3 separate regions of the Sus scrofa genome follow, and regions 1 and 3 are each linked to region 2. Evidence: chromatin contacts called from public promoter capture Hi-C data. All regions are on one chromosome and are shown on one strand. Each heading gives the region's core, a stretch centred on a gene start, on an enhancer-like site or on the middle of the called end of the contact. The rest is flanking DNA. Distances are from core to core; before and after follow the strand shown. Region 1 holds the start of TOGARAM1 (crescerin-1). Region 2 holds the start of MIS18BP1 (mis18-binding protein 1). Region 3 holds the start of PRPF39 (pre-mRNA-processing factor 39).

Region 1 (4,567 bases), core at 1,889-4,388, 250 kb before region 2:
GCCGGATCCCCAACCCACTGAGCAAGGGCAGGGACCGAACCCGCAACCTCATGGTTTGTAGTCGGATTCGTTAACCACTGCGCCACGATGGGAACGCCCAGGATGTGTCTTAAGTAACTGTATTTACCTTAACTTCAGCTCAAAAATTAAGGTTTATATCACAAACATTCCTGTAAATTTAACTAAGCTTTCTTGAAATCATCTTGAAATGATTACTTTAACTTGTTTCATCTGAATTTGCTATTTTCAATGTATCCTTAATCACTCCCTTTCAACTTTCCGAGGTGTACTATTAACACACCTAACAGTATAATTTGATTTTTCTTATCTCTATATATGGTTAGATGTAAAAGACTTTTCTAGTCAATATAAAATTCCTAGAATTCCTTAGGTTCATACAATTCAAGAATAATATTTTTTGGAGTTCCCGTCGTGGCTCAGTGGTTAACGAATCCGACTAGGAATCATGAGGTTGGGGGTTCGATCCCTGGCCTTGCTCAGTGGGTTAAGGATCTGGTGTTGCCCTGAGTTGTGGTATAGGTTGCAGACATGGCTCAGATCCCAAGTTGCTGTGGCCATGGCTGGCGTAGGCCAGCAGTTACAGCTCCAATTAGACTCCTAGCCTGGGAACCTCCATATGCCTTGGGAGCGGCCCCAGAAAAGGCAAAAAGACAAAAAAAAGAATAGGATTTTTTTAAAATCTGCACTGTGCATGGAGGTCCCATCACGCCTCAGTGAAAACGAATCCGATTAGTATCCATGAGGATGCGGGTTCAATCCCTGGCCTCACTCAGTGGGTTAAGGATCCAGCATTGCCCATTGCTGTGAGCTGTGGTGTAGGTCGCAGATGCAGCTCAGATCCCACGATGCTGTGGCTATGACGTAGGCCAGCAGCTACAGCCCCAATTTGACCCCTAGCCTGGAAACCTCCAAATGTCGCAGGTGAGGCCCTAAAAAGACAAAAAAAACAACAAGTCTGCATAATAATAAAAGTCTGCATCATCTTAATAGAACATACATTAAATGGATGGGATTTATTTTCCACAAAATAACTCTAAAAGACAATTAGTAAGATATGAGATGCTATCAGATCCCACTTCCTAAATATCCACCAGGAAGACTAATGCGTCTTCCAAATCTTCATCAAGGAAATGAAAGGTAACAAATATAAAAATAAATTGCAATCTATAACATAGTGATCTACAGGGCCCCAAGAAAAAGTGTCAAAATTAAGACTCATCTTGTTTTGTTCCAAGGAAAAGTATATAACTAGTTGATTTAAGTATCCAAGCCCCTTGAAAAGTATTATTTACAGAGAGAAGTGGTAATTCTTAAGCTTCTACCATAATTTTGATGATGAAACATTATTCAGGGCTTTCCAAGTTCCTTTTCCTTGTTCTTTGATTACCACACAACTTCCCAAGTTCATGGATACAGGAAAGAGTGCACTGGGTTTTCAACCTGAAAATTCTGATCACTGGAAAGAGTTATCTTCTATTCCAACATAAACTGACATTCTAATGTGTACATTCTGATGTGCACATCATTCTTTTACTTTAGTTTGAATTGAGTTCCTGAAGTCTGAGCATACATGAGTAAAAATATAAATTTGAACTTCTTACATTGGAAATATGATAACTAGACATTCCTTCTCATTGACAACTGCTAAAATCATCTCTCGGGTTTCATTCCCCAGCCCCTGCCCTGCCCTTTACAAAAAAAAACAAGAAAAAATTTGGTTTTATTTTTTGGTCTAATGAAATATCTAGTCAAACCAAATTTAGGCAATTTATTTAAATATCAAAATGACTAATTAAAATTAAAGTAACAACCAAGAATTTAAACCAAAACATATGGACGCATGTTTGCATAAGTCTCATTTACATTTACTCACAAAAGAAAAAAAACCAAAACATAATAATCAAATTGGCTTTAAAACAACACTCAGAAATTATTTTTGAACTTTCATTATCCAGCAACATAATATATAAAGTAGTTTGGCACGCTAAGAATAAAGTATTTAAGAGACATCCCGTGTGTTACAGAACAGGGTAGGAACACTTGCATTTTAAAAGCATAAATTTAAGATTTTAAATAACAGACTTCTTTCATTGGGTCATTCAAAAGCAACTGTATTATTCCCTAAAACAAAAACCAAAAATTCTACCACACTACAAAGAATTCAGCCTCAAATCAGGCACTCTAGCTCCTCAACGGTGTCCGCTTAAGTTTTATTTAAAAGGAAAAAATGCTCACCAAATTCACTGTTTGCCTAAAACAAAGAAATGTCTATTACCAGCTCTAAATCTACAGGGCAGAATTCTCTTAGGACCATGATGCCAAGAACTTCAACCGCAACTGAAACTGTCTTTGCAATCTCCGTTTCCAGGAGACTGAAAGGCTGCAGAGACGCGGGAGGATCCCGCAGGGAGGTTGAAGCGCCGGAGGGAGCGGGAGGGGGAAGGGGTGAGCCCCACAGAGGAACTGCATTAGACTTTGAGAACGTATAAAGGAGACAAGGTTAGCTACAGAAAAAAAATAGATTTATCTTCAGCTCTAAGTAGGTTATGAAATAGAGAACTTATAGTTATGAGCATAAGGAAAAATGACAAAAAACAAACCCAAAACATTAACCCTTCAAGACCAGAGCGTAAGCGAAGTAGGAATCAGGGCGGGGGGGGGGGGCCGCAGGGAAAGTAAGGGCCCAAAACACCAGGTTTTGAAAAAAAAGTACGTAAGCTCGGAACTTGGCCCGGATTTAGATCTCCTGTCCCGGTAAGTAGACGGCAGGAGGAAAGGATCGCACATACGGCTGTAGACTGCAACACGTCTACAACGGTAACTAGCCCTGCACAGGAAGATGTCGTCTCTCCCCCTGCTTGCTACCGTTCATTTCCTTATATCTTACTCCACCACCAGCAGCACTCAAGCAAAACTTTGCACCGCAGAAGCACAGCAAAAAGAAAATACCTGAGTCCCAAGAATCACTCCCGCAGCAACAGGAGGAGGAGCCGTGGACGACTGGAGCCCGGGCAAGATCCTCACTTGCCTCTAGTCAAATCTCAATTCCTACGGGTGGGGCGGGGAACTTCCGCCCGGAGCGAGGAGAGCGTCACTTCCGCTTACTGCCGTCTCCTTTCCTCGCCTTCCCTGCTACAGAGACGTTCACTACGTTCACTCGTTCACTACGTTCGCTACGTTCGCAACACTCTCACTTCCTTTTCCAGAAGACGTCAGCCTAATCCGAATTTCTGACGTAGACTACATAACCCAGCATTCATCACTGCAGGTTAATTTCCGGGTTAAGACGTCCGCTCTGGGTACATCACCATGGAAGCGATCGGTTTGGTCACGTGGTGCCCCTGGTTACGCCCGGTGGCAGCTGTGGGGTCTGGCGCTCCGGCGGGGGCCATTTTGCTGAAGGCAGCCTCAGAGTCAAGCTTGGCAGCTGGTCAAGCTGTTCCTTTTCCTCTTCTGCAGCTTGAGGCTTGGAGAGGAACAAGAAGGCTGGGCTCCATCGAGCCCTTCGGAGACGATGGTTTCCTCCAGCCTCCACTTGACGACCCTCCATGGCGGCTGCGCCCTCCGCGCTGCACCCTCTGCCTCCCCTTCCAGCCCTCGGTGCCTCTCGCCTTCAGAGCCGCAGTCGTCCTTCCGCCTCAGAGACTGATGATAGTCTACGTGGGGGCGCCATGAGAGGCGAGAAAAACTACTGCCGAGGAGCTGCCGGAGACCACGGCTCCTGCTCCCCGACACCTTCGCCTCTGGCCTCGGCCCTCTTGATGCCGGCGGAGGCAGTCTCAAGTAGTTGGTCTGGGTCTGGAGGTGGTTTGTCAGGGGGAGACGAAGAGGAGACTCGGCTTCTTCAACTCCTCCGAACCGCGCCGGACCCTTCCGAGGCTTTCCAGGCTTTGCAGGCTGCTTTGCCGCGGCGAGGCTGTCGACTTGGCTTCCCCCGACGGAAGGAAGCATTGTATCGGGCCCTGGGCCGAGTGCTGGTGGAAGGAGGTAGTGATGAGAAGCGACTCTGCTTGCAATTCCTCTTGGACATTCTTCGGGGTCAGGGGGAGGCAGGCCAGCTGGAAGAGGCCTTTAGCTTAGCACTTCTGCCTCAACTGGTTGTTTCCTTACGAGAAGAGAATCCGGCCTTGCGGAAAGATGCGCTCCAGATCCTACACATATGTCTGAAACGTAGTTCCGGACAGGTGCTGAGAACGCTGATACAGCAAGGACTGGAAAGTACCGACTCCCGGCTTAGAGCTTCCACAGCTCTGCTATTCCCTATCTTGCTTACACCTGAGGATTTGTTGCTCGGCCTAGATCTTACGGAGGTGATAATATCCTTAGCACGAAAGCTTGGCAGTCAGGAAATAGAAGAAGAATCTGAGACAGCTTTCTCTGCTCTTCAACAAATTGGGGAGCGTCTTGGCCAAGAGAGGTTTCAATCCTATATCTCTCGCCTGCCTTCTGCCCTGAGGAGACACTACAATCGCCGCCTGGAGACACATTTCGGAAGTCAGGTTCCTTATTATCTGGAACTTGAAGCTTCTGGATTGCCTGAAGATCC
Region 2 (4,524 bases), core at 1,354-3,853:
TACATGTGGTAATAATAGTCAACATTTACTGCATATATGCTAGACACTACTTAATCTTACAGCAATGCTTAAGAGTAAAGTACTGTTGTTATTCTCATTTTGAGAATTAGGAAACTAAGGCATAGAGTGATTAAATAACCAGCCCACAGTCCCACTGACAATGATTATGAGCAGGACCCCCAGCTATCCGATTTTAAAGCCCAAGTTCTTAAAGAGGCAGTATAAAAGAATGTTCACTGAAGTACTGGGCTAATTAGAAACAATCTAGATGTCTACCAAGATGGGACAAAATTCTGCTACATCCACACAACTGAATTCTACCTATTCCACTAAAAGAATATACATACACACTGACATAGAAAACAACTAGGATATACTAAGTTAAAAAAGGAAAAGGAACAGGAGGTGTAACTGAATTTCTGAAATAAATAAATAAATAAACACCTAAATAAAGGAAGAGGGAAATACATAGACATAGGGGAAAAAAAAAAAACTGGAAGTAGACCAAATTGTAAACAGAGTTTATCTTTGAGAAGTAGGATGAAGAGGGCTCCCATTTCCTAAATATTTTTTAATTTAACATTTGTAAGTATTTGCAACTAATATGTAATCAAAAGAAAACATAAGCTGGATGGATCAATTGTTTCTTTAGCTTTGTGAATCCTAGGTTCCAAGGTGAAGAATCAGGAAGTGACGGTGACGCACACAATTTTTCTACTTGGTAATTATCTGAAACTTTTTTTTTTTCTAGAAGTGATTTTAGAGTAAAGTTTAGAGCGCTCACCATCGAAACGAATCTGAACGGAAGTGGTCTACTTCCGTAATAACTACAGCAGAAACGCAACAAATCACACCTAATGAACGAGCAGTTGTGATACCACTGCCAAAGGCAAAAATGTACAAAAACAACTTGATCCCTTTGCTGTACAGTGGGAAAATTAAAAAAAAAAAAAAAAAGTCTGCGTGGGACCATTACGCTGAAGTGCTGGAAGTCACAGTGCCAGAAGGGACGGGAGAGAGGAGACGAAAGAAGCGGGGCGAAGAGGCCGTACCTTGGGTGAAGAGACCGGCACCGTAGAGACGGCGGCGGCCCGGGCTCGACTTCGCTTAGAGGGCGGGCAGGAACACCACGGCTTCTGCCTCTGGCCCAAGTCGGCCGCAGCGGCCGAGCACCAGGTGACGCTCACCACCTCCTTGAGGTTCCCTAACACCAAAACTATCTGGCAATTCAAATTTTAAGAGCCTGCCCTCCAGGCACCAGGGATTGGCGCGCTCAGGAATTGCGTCACCACGCGTCTCTCTGGGACGCAGGAAAACGTGGGGCGGTCCCCGCTCCGCGAGGGCAGTGCTCTTTCTACAAAACGTAGGCAACCCCAAGTTGCCACGGGTACCGGGCACGCACCTCTAGCTGTCCTCGAAATTAATTTCCTCTTCAGAGAAGGAGCCAACCCCGCATTCTGCCGTTCCTCCCGAAATGCTCTGCGGCAGGAAGACTACGTCAGACGTCGTCTGCGCGCTCTGGCACTTCTGTGGGTTTTTAATTTTGGTCCTTCCCGGCTACCTTCCTCCCCTACTGGCGTGAATGCTGATAGAATTTGGTTGTGCATTCCCTTCCGTCTGAAAGAAAACTGCTTGCCGAATCCGTTTAAGAGCCTTTAGTTTTCTCAGGCCGTCAGGTATTTGAGGCCGAGAAGGAGCGTTTTGTTCTTGAAACAATGGACTAAATGCAAAGTTATACTCGCAATGGGATACTTAGTTTGAGCTATTCCCCCCGGGAAATTTTCTTTTGTTTTGCTTTGTTTTTAAGAAACTTACTGAATCCTAAAGCCTTAATCTCGGCTACCCTGGTTTGCCTTACAGTTGCAGTTAGACCGAGCCGTATCAGACCACACCCAGTGATGCTGTGCCGTAGCCACGGCGGAGCACTGTGTATCCCCCGCTTCAGCGCCCCAGCAAGCCGCAGTTGCCGGCCGGAAGCATTGTGTAGTGCCCCTTGTTTCAGTCTTGGCAGAGAAAAAGGAGCCAGAGGAGTAACTAGTGTTTTCAGCCCTAAATCCCTTCTGGCTCCAATCCTGCACCTTCTTTCCATGAACTCCGCCCCCCTCCTCACCAAGTACGCATTTAGGACAGGAGAGTTTATTTTTTGCTTCATCCAAGAAAAGTTCTCAGCATCCTAGAATCATGTATCGCATCTGTCCGATAAGACTGGACTGAAATGGCTGTAATGAATTAATTTTTTAAAGAGATGGTTGCGAGCCCTTCTTCTAAAGTCTGTATCCACTAAATCCTGTATTCACCAAATATTCAGAATCCAAAATGTAAATTTAAAGCATAAAATGATTGCAAGTAAAGAAAAAAAAGAAACCAGTTGGGGGGTAGAACGAGGAAAGCAAATCTGTCAGAGCGGAAAAATCAAAGAAGAGACAGTAGGCTGGAGCTCTGAGACTTCAAGCCAGTTTTATGGACCAACAGATTGGCCAGGAGTCGGGAGAGAGCTCAGGTTCTCCGCTGCTTAGGGAGCAGTTAGTGATGTAGGAAAAGGGGTAGTTTCTATTTTCAGCACAGGTTTGTTCTTGGGCTAGGTCAGTATTCAAGGGTTAGGGGGAGGCAGTTTCCTTAGGAATGTAAGTAATGGTTTTGGGTGGGGGGTAGAGGGCAGTTGTAAAAGAACATCGTCTGATGAATGACTCTTTAACTGGTCTCCAAGGCAGCTCATTGTTCCCCAGGGGATCAGCCTTCTAGATTTTAAGTCTGATTAGAGTTTAGGTGGTGCATAGCAGGTCATGTACGATTCCCCACCTAAGAAAATCCATGTAGATAAATGAAGTTTCTATTTCTGCAGCATAATGGGAAATTGACTGGACATGGATTTGCACCAGATCTGTGGGAAAAGCCAGACTTAAAAATATGTGTTTAATGACATCTATGAAATAAACTCTGTGGGATAGAGGGGTTTTAAAGAGACAGGCATTCATATTTCAAAGCATCTGAAATGGAAATGTGAAAGTTTTCTATTCCTGATGATAGAGATAGACATGACTCACAACATTCAGTCAAAATAGGAACCTTGAAATATTAAGGGCAGGTACTCAGTTTAATTTTTTAAATTAACTGTTTCTCGTGTGAGAAGTAACTAGGATCTAGTGCGCTCCAGAGTGAACTGCAACAGGAATTTACATAAGAATGACAAATAATTTTCTAAGGAAACCTGGATAACAGCTTGTGGGTAAAAAAGTACAGAGAGAAGGCATACAGGCCAAGGGACAATGTTCATCTGTCCGTTGGACATTGATATGCTGCCTCGGATGGACCGTTTAAGTTTATATCTGCTGGGGATGGAGAGCTTCTTATATTCACAGTCAGGCAGCTGGAATAATCTGTCCTAAGTCTGTAACTCTTGGGAATGTATACAGACCCACTTAGGGTCCAAAAGACAGATATTGGAGGAGCCGATTCCTCTAATCGTTGTGTGGGAGTTGCTACCAAGGGATCTGAGTCTGCTGAGCTTGGAGGAATATTCCCAGCACCATGGTAAGTTCCAGTAGGGGCACTACTTGACCATATAGCATTTTGGGGGGAATTAGAAAAAAGATACTCTTTCATCAAGGCCAGTGGTTCTCAACCAGGGATAATTTTGCACCCCTAGAGGACATTTGGCAATGTCTGGAAATATGAATGTCAGGACTGAGAAGGATGGCCCTTGTAGCTATTGAGTAGAGGATAGAAATGCTGCTAAACATCCTATAATGCACAGGGCAGCTATTGATAATTCTTAAAGAATTATCAAGATTAAAATGTCAGTAATGCCAAAGTTGCAAGATCCTACACTTGTAACATGTAGCCCTGAATTAGGATTTTTGTCTCCTTTCACTCTGTGTTCCCAGTGTAAGGCATAACTGTGCAAATACTACTGTCCTCTCTGGGCTTAGAGGAAGGTTGAAAATGGAATCAACAGGGAGGTTTTACAGGCTTTTAAGAGGAGGATTCTTCAGTAGAAAAGACTGTCAAGAAGATTGTTGTATAATAGAGACAGTATACAAGCACATAAACATATAAACATACTATTACAAATTGTAATAAGTGCTATGAAGGTGTATTAGTTTGGCTCCTGCAGGAAGCTGATGGTAAGATGGAATTCGGAATACAAGAGACTTGTTGAGAGATATGGCCTGTGAAAGTTTAAGGGGGAGGAAAAAGAATTGGGTCTAGTAAATCCTTAGGCTTTAATGCAGATCTGCCATTTGTGAAAGAAAAAAGGAGTAGGAAGCAGAATTGGGCCTGGTAAATCTTTAGGCTTTGATGCAGATCTGCCATTTGTGAAAGAAAAAAGGAGTAGGAAGCAGAATTGGGCAGAGGGAAGGAACCAAAGATTGCAATACAGATTGACAAAGAATTGGCTAATGCAATAGGGAGTATGGAGGTAGCCCATCAGAGGAGGTCTGCAGTGGGCAGAAACCAGAAATGGGCAGGCCCTGAAATCCATCATGCTGGAGGTGGGAAGAACATGCCTTGCCTCAAAGGCTT
Region 3 (4,212 bases), core at 1,385-3,884, 160 kb before region 2:
AGCAGCCCAAGAAATGGCAAAAAGACAAAAAAAAAAAAAAAAAAAAAAAAAAAAAAAAAGCAAAAAAAACCCATTCCATTTCCTGGAGAAAATATGTACTGTAAATTAAATGAACCACTCGGTACTTATGCATCTTTTCATTGAATATTACATTCTGAAAAGATCAAACAGGAACTTTTACTGAATAGCCCAGAATGAAGTGATTAACACTGGATATCATAAGGAGCTTTTGTTCTCTTACCAGTCACAATCCCAGAAAGAAATACATAGCATACCAGCATCAGGGTAATTTCAGAAGTGGTTAGTAAGAGACTATTTACAATGGGTTAGGGAAACCTGGAACCTAGAAGAAGAAAATTGTACGGAGAGGGCTGCCCAAAATGCCAGCATGGTAGGAGATAGGGGAGTAAATACTCTGACCTCATTTCTCTAGTCTGTTCTTCCAGGACCCTATTGGCCAGACCCAATAAGAAACCAGAGAGCAAGGGTCAGTCTCTGAAGAATGCAGTAGGTTGGACAGTTGACTTGGAGAAGCAAACGGAAGAAATCCATTACATTAATAAATTTCCCCCATCTGCACCATCCTTTTGTTTTGAGATCATCTGACTTTTATTTTGTCTTTTTGGGGCCACACCCATGCCATATGGAAGTTCCCAGGCTAGGGGTCGAATCAGAGCTACTGCCAGCCTACACCACAGCCAAAGCAAGGTGGGATCCAAGCCATGTCCATGACATACAACACAGCTCATAGCAACGCCAGATCCTTTAACCCACTGATCAGGGCCAGGGATTGAAACTGCGTTCTCATGGTTACTAGTAGGGTTCATTAGCACTGAGCCACAAGGGGAAGTCCTCATCTGACTTTAAATACTGTATTTTTATTTATTTATTTATTTATTGCTTTTAAGGGCCCCACATGCAGCATGTGGAAGTTACCAGGATAGGGTTTGAACTGGAGCTTCAGCTGCTGGCCTAGCCACAGCCGCAGCAACACCAGATCCAACAGTGTCTGCAACCTACACCACAGCTCAAGGCAATGCTGGATCCTTAACCCACTGAGCAAGGTCAGGGTTAGAACCCAAATCTTCATGGATACTAGTTAGGTTCGTTTCTGCTGAGCCACAACAGGAACCCTAATACTGTATTTTAGAGCACCACACTGTAAACTACTATTTGGCATAAATATTTTTTCCCCCAAAGCTTATAATTGTGACATACAAGTTCTTTTAAAGTGAACTAAAGCTAAACCAAGTTTAAAAAAGTTTCCACCTGTGTTTTACTGTAGATAGAGGAAAAAGCACACTGAAGAAGGGTTAGACACACAAAAGGGACAAAGACACTTAAAGGGAACAATGGCTTTTATAAAGTTATGGGAAGGCAGAAACCAGCAAGAAGGCTGGTGTGATTATGAAAGGACTGTATTTTCAATGCTAAAATGTTTAAGTTTTTCTTAAAAGTGTTGGGGGAAACAGCAGTGAAAGTTTTTAAGCAGGAGAGTGAGAGCAAAAGACTGGCTTAAAAGGTTAAAATATAGAAAACCAGATAAAGGGAAACAATAAATTGACAATGAGTGAAGTTGAATAAGCAGGTGCATTTTCAGAAAATGATGCTTAGAGGGATGGGATCTCAGAGATAATCTTCTTCACTGATGAAGTTGAGAATACTTCAGGAAAGACTGAAAGGGACCAGGAGAGGAGTGAAGCCTGGGGCACTCAGTCATTGAATGACAGTGCTTGTGGCAAATTCTGCCTGCCTTCCCAATATATCACTCCCTTAACTGCTCTTTCCAATAATACTCATCTAAATGTCACTGGTTATACCAGTAAAAAGCATGCCTTCACTGTCAGAACTTGAAGAGTGGAAGAGGTAATGGAAAGGGTAATTTGATTAAAATGAACGCTAGGACTGGTTTTGATCTTTGGAAGCAATGGTGATGTTGAGGGGATTTATGATTAACTGGGTTGTAGACAGGAATTATCAATTTGCAGAGGAATATTTCTTAAAGCAGACAGATTCCAGAGATGGAAATTGCAGCCCAATTGTCACACTATTGAATCCTGAAGAAGAGATTGCCTGGTAAGTGTTGGGTGATCTCAAGAACCTTGAAACGGAAAAATGAGAGAGGCCAGATTTGGGGGAAAAAAATTAAAAAAAAATTTTTAAGTGAGGGTGGGAGTACAATTGGAGAGTGCCAAGATGGTCCAAATAATGCAGCCTTCATACACTCAGAGAAAAATTTTACATATCCCTTTAATAATCAGTTCCTCATGCCCCTAATTCCGCGATTGTTTCCCTTTCTCAGGAAACCTGAGTGGACACAGAGTCCATACATCATTGAGATTTGGGGTTTAAGGCTGAGTTTCTGTCCATTTTTAGGTAGAGGGGTGAAGCCCAGGCAGTTGTTCGCTCAAAAAAGAATAATAGTATTTTTCTTTAGAGGGGCGGGGCGCTCTCTGTGCTTAAGATCAGAGGTGCGAAAGGCCCTAAACAACCTCTTTCTACTCTGAAGTCCACATAGAGCTGGGAAAACCAGGTCTGAGCAGCAGCCCCGCCCTCCGCGGTGGAGGGGCGGGGTCGGGGCGCGGCCGGCCGCCCGCCCCTTGGATCCACTGAAGGCGAGGCTTGCGCGCTGCGCAGCCACGTGACTCGTTTGCCTTCAGGGACACCGACGCATGCGCGCCGCGCACTAGACGAAGCGGCTGTGGCGCTGGTGGCGGCTGCTGCTGCGGTGTCTGTGGGGACAGAGACGGTGGAAGTGCCATCTTCGGCTCGGTTGGCCCAGACAGCGGCTCATGGCATTGAGTGGCATCCATCGTCAGGTCAGCTGGGGCGGGCGCCTTGGAATTGGCCGGAGGAGGTGATACGCGGGGCAGGAATGGGCCTGCCATGTTTCAGGCCGCACTGGGGTTGCGGCCTCCCTCTCCCGCCTTGTTTGAGGCCTGGCTTGGCCTTGGGGCCCAGCTGTCCATTCCCTTTTCCTTCCCACCTGTTGGGTGGAGCAGTGCGGGGTTTCTTAAACCGTACGTTTCCCTGCCGGATACCTGACGACGGGCGGGGAAATGTGGGCCTCCACCCTGATTTAGGGAGCGATTTGGGCTAAGTCTAGCTAAGTCTAAAGGCCATGCTTTCCCGGGAGCTGGAAACCAGTGTGGTTGGAACGACTGGAAGTGGAGGGGGTCCAGAGGAATAGGAGAATGTGAAACAGATTGTCTTAACAAAACTTTTAGGTACCTCTAGGGCGCATTTCGCCTTCGAAAGCCACACTTTGGGACCCTGAGTCACAGCACCCCAAGATCACCTAAAGCTTTTGGCGGAATAGGATAGAAGCAGAAAAACCAAACCTTGAAGAAAAATGTTTATCATTTGCGGTCAGAGGCCAACACTGGTGTTTTTCTTGCTCTAAAAATCACATATTTAGGCTAATAAATAATACTTTAAGTTAATAGGTAGTAGAGCTCTTAATGTATCTTTAGTTTAATATTCATTTGCCTTCTCTTTGAGGGCGTCACGTTGACGACTGATCCTTCATCAAAAATACTTTATTTATTTATTTTATTTATTTATTTATTTTGCATTTGTAAAGGTTGAAGTTTAAGAAAGGAAGTTTCATGCAGGGAAATATGAAACTCATGTTTGAACTTAAGTGTTTTGGGCTCTGGAAGCTTAAGTGAATTGAAAACTAGCAACTACAGCCAGGTCCCACCCCGCTCCCCCTCCCCTTATAACCACATTCTAAAGCTGAAAAAGTTGGAACTTTACACTCTTCAGCCTATGGTAGAGAGAAAATGAATGAAAGGAGTTGTACTAAAGAAGACAAGTTCTGGAATAATTAAGGGTTACCAAAGATGGCTAATTAGTAGTTGGTGTGAGATGTTGTAAGTGAGAATTGAAAAGCAGGATTTTTTAGTGTCAGAATATTTGGTAATATTTTTACTTGCTTGCATATAGTTGAATAAGGAAAATAATTTTATAAATCAAATGATAAAAAGTATGGCTTTTTTTTCAGGAGAAAGATTAGAAGATACAACTACTATATATAAAAAAAGTCCTACTTGTAGCACAGGGAACTATATTCAATATCTTGTAATAAGCTTTACAAAAAAAAGAAACAACAGAACTTTCTGTTGTATATTAACAAATAATTCTGCATAAAGCATATGATTAAAATTTTGGGTTTTTTTTTTTTTTTTTTTTTTTTTTTTGTCTTTTTAG

Evidence for each region. Promoter capture Hi-C pulls out the DNA fragments that hold promoters and counts their contacts.
Region 1: a promoter capture Hi-C map of fetal liver shows a contact between it and region 2, with 4 times the contacts expected there. The contact joins the promoter of TOGARAM1 here to the promoter of MIS18BP1 in region 2. A contact is called at or near these places in 2 of 5 promoter capture datasets (fetal liver and liver), 10 of 47 Hi-C or Micro-C datasets (alveolar macrophages, blood, fetal heart ventricle and 4 more) and 2 of 2 datasets of contacts at active chromatin or transcription factors (alveolar macrophages and skeletal muscle).
Region 3: a contact with region 2 is called in a promoter capture Hi-C map of liver, with 3 times the contacts expected there. The contact joins the promoter of PRPF39 here to the promoter of MIS18BP1 in region 2. A contact is called at or near these places in 2 of 5 promoter capture datasets (fetal liver and liver), 2 of 47 Hi-C or Micro-C datasets (heart right ventricle and skeletal muscle) and 1 of 2 datasets of contacts at active chromatin or transcription factors (alveolar macrophages).

The regions. Positions count from the first base shown.
Region 1 is chr1:175,195,034-175,199,600 of Sscrofa11.1, forward strand. TOGARAM1 (crescerin-1) reads left to right here and starts at 3,139. Exons shown (of 22, transcript XR_002346627.1): 1 at 3,139-4,567. It overlaps KLHL28 (kelch-like protein 28), which reads right to left and starts at 4,144. Exons shown (of 5, transcript XM_001926290.5): 1 at 2,971-4,144.
Region 2 is chr1:175,446,796-175,451,319 of Sscrofa11.1, forward strand. It overlaps MIS18BP1 (mis18-binding protein 1), which reads right to left and starts at 2,604. Exons shown (of 14, transcript XM_021101228.1): 1 at 1,403-2,604.
Region 3 is chr1:175,282,585-175,286,796 of Sscrofa11.1, forward strand. It overlaps PRPF39 (pre-mRNA-processing factor 39), which reads left to right and starts at 2,635. Exons shown (of 14, transcript XM_001927120.5): 1 at 2,635-2,819.